2 separate regions of the Urocitellus parryii genome follow, and region 2 is linked to region 1. The links are chromatin contacts, called in public Hi-C maps. All regions are on one chromosome and are shown on one strand. The core of a region is the stretch at or near the end of the contact, and the rest is flanking DNA. Distances in the headings are between cores, read along the strand shown.

What was found. Hi-C and Micro-C count contacts between places; a contact is called where the count stands out from the background.
Region 2: a Hi-C map of liver shows a contact between it and region 1, with 6 times the contacts expected there. The contact joins the promoter of Rwdd2b here to the promoter of Mrpl39 in region 1. A contact is called at or near these places in 2 of 2 Hi-C or Micro-C datasets (liver and muscle).

What each region holds. Positions count from the first base shown.
Region 1 is chr2:209,113,061-209,116,210 of mUroPar1.hap1, forward strand. It overlaps Mrpl39 (mitochondrial ribosomal protein L39), which reads right to left and starts at 1,509. Exons shown (of 10, transcript XM_026411784.2): 1 at 1,396-1,509; 2 at 421-627. The coding sequence starts at 1,468.
Region 2 is chr2:212,000,776-212,003,925 of mUroPar1.hap1, forward strand. Rwdd2b (RWD domain containing 2B) reads right to left here and starts at 1,497. Exons shown (of 7, transcript XM_026396142.2): 1 at 1,418-1,497; 2 at 436-553. Usp16 (ubiquitin specific peptidase 16) reads left to right here and starts at 1,580. Exons shown (of 18, transcript XM_026396139.2): 1 at 1,580-1,686; 2 at 2,456-2,644.

The DNA.
Region 1 (3,150 bases), core at 259-2,758:
ACTTAGAAAGGAAAAGATGGCAAACAAAGCTGGACATCTGAGGTCATGGCAGTTCCTTTATCCCAAAATCCTTCAATAAGGCATGCATGATGACTATTCCTACCACAATCCAAAAAAACAAGCCCACCAGTGACAATGCATTCAGGTCTGGACTTTTTTTGCCAGAAAAAAAAAATTATTATCCTAAACACAGCCAGATTCAAGCAAGCTACAGGACAACTGTGTACTACAGCACCAACCCTGAAATACACATAGCAGCCTCCAGAGCTAAAGGGGCAGTAAACAGACAATAAGGTGCCAGGTAAAGGAGAACTTCGGAGAAGCTGGGAAAGCAATTACAACACGTTGTCTCCTCTGCACCAGTTCTTCAGCAGAGCTCATATAAAATGGTCAGGACTGTATCCTGATTCTGTTACTTACGCATGGCACAACTGTAAGGAGTTGAAATGTTTTTATTCATCACAAAAACTGTGCCGGAATCAGTTTTTCCAACATGTTTAACTTCAATCTTCTCAGTTCGGGGAGTCAGTGATAACTGTCTCTTTTTCTCTTTATTAAAGAGGTCATTCCGCATTTCTGTCAGCTCGGTAGGTGACAGTTGAACTGCAGGTGATGTTGCTATAAATCCTAAGGAGAAATTAAACATGAAGACTTTAAAAAAATTGGGTAACTTACTGCTAATACCCAACCCCACTCCATTCCTGCATCACCATCCTCCTATAATACAGAGGCAAGAGAACTTTGAAAGCCATTCGCCAAAACCGCTCCCAGAAGTAAACTTAAACCACTTTCTAATATTAAAAATTAAAACTGAAGGAGACAAAAACGCAGCTAGCCTAGAGCTGCACCTCTACTTCAACTCTGTTCTTTCACATCAGATCCCTGTTTCCCACCAACTTCCTCTATAGTATTCCAATTGCGCTTCACAATATAGAGCAAAACCCAAGCACCACCACTCGTTGGGAGAGTGAGTCAAGTTGCCCAAGACCTGGAAGGGCCTGGGGAGGACAAGAAGGCTCAGGAGACTGCAAGTCCCATACCCAAACCATCAACAGTCTAGGGCAAGAAATGCTGCATTTATCTTCCAAATCCTAAATCAGGGATTTGGCACGAGAGGTACAGGGAGATAACAGCACGTTTAGAGCAGATGCTGGCTCCTTCCTGAAGGCATCTGAAGCATCAGTGGCTCCACCTTTGGCTGGGTCCCAGCTCCTCCCGGACCCCTCGTGTCCCCAGATTTGTCCTCCCAGGCTGGGGCGAGGGCGGGGGGGGGGGGGCAGAAGACCTTCCTCCTTCCTCAGCTCTTCCGACCTCCTGCCACCCACTTCAGGCCCCATCTGGGCAGACACCTCTCTCAACGCTTTGCTCCCCTTCCCCACGGCCTTGGAAACTCACTCCAACCAGTCCGGCCGCCTGAGGCGGCTCTCCAAAGCCGTAGTCCCCGGACGGTAGCAGCCATCGCTTCCATAGCGGGTACGCCAACCGCGGCGCGCAGGTCCGCCTCCAGCCTCCTCCCCCGGAAACTGAGAATGCGCGCTGAGGTTCCGTCAGACAGTTCGGTTCCGGGGCCGGCGCTCTGGCGGCGCACCGCCACGTGGGGGCGCATTCGCGCCTCACCAGAATTAGTCACCCGAGGCCAGACGGTCGGCAGGGGCGTTCCAGCGGCGTGGCCTGAGTCGAGGTGCTCCGCCCACAGGCTGTGGGTCCGCCGCGTCCTGGGATCTGCGGGGAACTGGTGTCACCTTCAGGGGGTCAGTGTCCCGAGCGCCCTTTTGCATTGTGAGCGTTCGGGCTGCACTGCCTGGGCGAAACCCGGGCGTCCCGCAAGGACTTTCTAGGGAGGAAAATTGAGGAAAGGCTGATCCTGTGGACTCCAGGTCCGCGGTCACCGCGCTGGGCACGGAGACGCCGCCGTCCGGCCCGAGGCTGGACTCGGTTTTGCAGGGGTGGCTCCTTTTGACCAGCCCTGTTGCTGTGGGCTTGGAAACCCGGCCTGTAGACTCTGGAGAAAACTCTGGAATCTGCAGAGCTCTTTTCAAACGGCCTGGACTCGTTTATGCGACGCCGACCGAGGGCGTAGTAAATAAAGGCACCCCAGGGCGGAGTTTTCGCCTCCTGTCCCCTGGTGTCTCCCAAGAAACCCAGACAGAGCCTGGCGCTCGGTGCATTTGTCCAATGGATGAATTAAGGCCCTGGGAAACCTCCGGGGCAGTGTCCACGTCCTTCGGCTGCCTGAAGCAAGCCTCCTGTATGTAAAGTCTGGAAATGCTTTCATTCAAAGGTGTTCAAAGCCTCTCCGGTTGATAAATTCAGCCCGCGACCCCCCAAGCCCTTCGCCCTTGACTGGCACCTGGTGGAAGTGCCGGCTGAGTCGCCTCCTCCTGGCCACTCCAGCTGTCCCGTCTCCTTCCTCCAAATTTTACACTGTCCACAACTGCGTGGGGGAAAGTGCGTCTTCACTTTTAAAATGAAAAACATGGAAGTGAGTGACTTGAGCAAGGCTACATTTTACCAGACTCTCTCTCTCTCTTAAGATCATAATTAGGTTGGCAAAGTGTCCATATATACACATAGAGGGGTGTTCTTCTCTAGTTACATACAGTGATTCCATTTCAAGCCTGTTTGTTTGTTTTACTTTATTTATGTATTTATTTACTTGGTACCAGGGATTGAACCCAGAGGCCCTTGAACTACTGAGCCACAATCCCAGCCCGTCTTAGTTTTTATTTTGAGACAAGGTCCTGTTCAGTTGCTTAGGGCCTCGCTAAGTTGCTGAAGCTGGCTTTGAACTCGCCATCCTCCTGCCTCAGCCTTCCCAGCTGCTGGTATTAAATGTATGCACCACGGTTTCCAACTCCTTTCAAGTTTTTGTTTCACCAGCCTTTTAGAGACTCTACCCATTTAATGCCACCTAACAACAGTATTATTGCTCTTAGAACATTTTAGAGCAACATTTAAACTAAGCCTTTGAACATAAATTTTAGCAAGTTTAATCATAAACGCATTTGAAGACAGGTAACTGGAGCTCTTACTATTACAGGTATTAACCTGGTTGGAAGGATGTCACTAGTGATAATGGCCAACAAATATTGACCATGTGCCTATCATAGGGCTACATTTATTAATTTTCACGACTGCCCTGAACAACAA
Region 2 (3,150 bases), core at 247-2,746, 2.9 Mb after region 1:
AAAAGTTCCTTTTAAGCTTTTTCCTAGTCAGTTCATGCTCAACTTCCCGCAAAGGCAACCACTGTTGTGATGTTTTGTCCCAGTCTCCATGGGCAAAAGGTGCTAAGTCAAGGAGAAATAAAGAATGTGCACATGGCTCTGCCATTTTCAATGCTTTTTTCACTCAAATCATTCAATACACTTTCACTCTATAGGTTCTTAGTCAAGAAAAATGACAATCCTTAATGCTAGGCACTGCAATAGACAAAATCAATTCAGAGCAAACAATTCTAGATAAATTCACAGTGAACAATTCTAGATTAATTAATTCTAAGGACTGAAAACACACTTAATCATGGCAGACTTATGACAGACATTCCCTCTGCGTGCTAAGTTCAAGTGTTAGCTCAAAATTCTCAAGCCTTAGGTTTTTAAGTCCAGCAGATGCACACTCACTCAGACAGTGTTGATCAGGTCAGGAACCAAGACAGGCTTCTCCTTAGGTGAAGCTGACCGCCAGTCTAGGAGACGGACTTAAGGAGAAATTGAGGCTCTCACCAGGGTCAAGATGTGGCTGTAGAGTTTGAGAGCAATGAGGAAGATGCAGAAGATCAGCAAAGGATGAGAAGTGTTGGGATGTCAGTGCAAGTCCTCATCAGACTCTCAGTGTAAGGGCATCAGTTTTGGCTGGCTGAATGTCTTGTTATTAGCTCTTTTGAGGCTTTTGACGCCCCCCCCCCTTTCAGTTCTTAACAGCTGCCACTGGATTTCTCAATGACATTTGCTGTGGGATTGAAACAGCTGGTCTGGTGGTCCCCACCCTAATCTTTCCCTCTTATCGGGAACCTTTTCCTCTAAAAGGTGGAGGACAGATTGCCTGAGGCTTCACTCTGAGCCTTATCAGGGTGTCGAGAATTGACTTGTTTGTCACAGGACCTCTCCAGTAGGCATGCCTGGTGAGACTGCAGGTTTCAAACAGGAGTTCTTAAAATGGAGTGGCTTAGGCTCAAGCCCAAGGCCATGCTCATATTCCCCTACCATAATTAGTTTTGTCTGGTCTAGAACTTCAGCTAGTTCAATCATACAGTAGGTAATTTTGTGTATACTTTCAGTATCATAGAGATACATCCATGTTCTTGTGTGTATAGGTAGTTTCTTTTGGTTGTGGTTGTTTAGTAGTTTTCCAGAAACCTCCGAGATGCAAGTGGTGCAGTTGAAACAGAGCTTCTGAGTTTCCTCAGGCTGGAGAATAGAAACTAAACAACTACCTTCATGCCCAGACCTGTGACTCGGCCCAGAAACCCACAACCTGGGCCGTGCAACACGTTGATCCAACGGCATAAATTTCGTGTTTACCGTTCAGAAGGCTCCGAACCACAGACCACCACCAGTTACCCACGCTTTCAGAAAGATTTAATTTACTTCATAGATAACCCACCCAGGAAAAACTTCATCGGCGACAACTCCGCACTGCTGTGCGCCAGCTTCCGGCGTGGATTACACAGAGGCGGGCGTCAATCAGCATCTGCGCGGCCGACCCTGGGCCAAGTGGCTTCCCATAATGCCGCTTCCCGGAAGTTCCGGCTTCCTAAGGGGCACGGTGGATTCGGCTCTGTTGCTCTCTATTCGTCACCGAGAGGAAGACGGAGCCGGCCGCCTAGCCCAAAGGCCCATTAGGGGATGCAGTTATGGGCGCTGTCACCGTGGGTAAGTTCTGCCTCCACTGACTCGCGATCACCACTCTTCTGAGCTCCTGCGCTCGTAGACCATGAATTTTTCCGCCCCAACCGCGTTCTCCCTGGAAGGGCCCCATTTAAGCGTGTTACTCTAACCTTTCCCGTGCTATTCTCATTGGCTTGATGTCCTGGCAGTCCCAGAAGCTGGCCAATGAATTCCAGGTGTTGGCGTCCTTCTCGACCCCGGACCCCAGGATTCCCCGGTGGGTGCGCAGCAGTTGCAAAGGGTGGGATGAGATGGGAAGGAGGCGTGGTGGCCTCTGGGAATGTAGGTGGGCGGCTGGCTAGCTACCGGGAGCGCCCTATGAGTAGGGTGGGTTTGTAGCTGCGTCCTTGTGCTTAGTAAGAATAGGATCTGTCTCCAAACCAGATGCGTACTCCCAGGCAGGACTAGTTTAGGCAGAACTTGAAAGCCACGTTTCAGAAAGATCTGACAGGATTTTCCACACACATTTGTAATGGAAGCGAGTAGGCAGGGGAAGACTGGGAGGGCAGAAGAAGGGAATTGGATCAATATGAGATGTGGTAGAGCTAGTGCTGATTTAAAATCTTCATGTAAAGAGTAAGTTGACTAATTTACTAATTCTTATCCTGAGACTCAACTGAAAACATCTAGTAGCTTTATTGTTGTTTTATAGCTGATGATACAGTACTTATTTTTCATGACTCTTTAGTTGCCTTTATAGTTGTCAAAACTTTACTGGACCTCTTTAGTGACCTCCTGTGTCCTTTACCTGCAGCAATTAGGATTCGCCTTTCAAGTGTTCCTTTGGAGTGTGAGCTGCTGCAACCAGATTTACTAGTGCTGTCTTCACTACTGCAGACTTCTGACTTCTTCGTTCTTCTTCCTTTTCTTCTTCACCAGAACTTGTTCGCTCCATTCTTTTGTACCTACCTTTTGCACATTGTAACCATCCTTTATGCCTCAGGTACTCGTTTTTTCCATTTTAACAAAAAGAAGTATTTCACGAGGAACTGCTGTATACTAGCACTGGTGGTAGATGCTACAGGCAACTCAGAAATAATGCCTAGAACCGTTTTTTCCTACAATTTCTTATTGCTGAGAGAAAAATGACATGTTCAGGTTAAAGATTTAAGAAACAGCCCAAGATAAGTATCAGATAAAGGGACAAGATGAATAATGCACACTAAAATAGTGGGGAAGTTTAGTGGAGAGGTTTATTTAAAGTGTAAGTGTTGACTAAGACTTTATTGAAATGGAAAGCTTGGAGATTTTGGATGGATGGAGAAAACTCAGAAATCAAAGGCACAGAGGTTGGGACAAGGTATTTGGAGTAGAGGCTACTGAAGAGTTGGATTTGATTGGAAGGGAAAGAATGGTGGTCTTAGAACCCAAACATCTGTGTTTTAGTTATATTTCTGTAACCCTGTGTTCTTTCACTATTTTGTTTCTGAGTTTCTTCTTTTAGTGAAA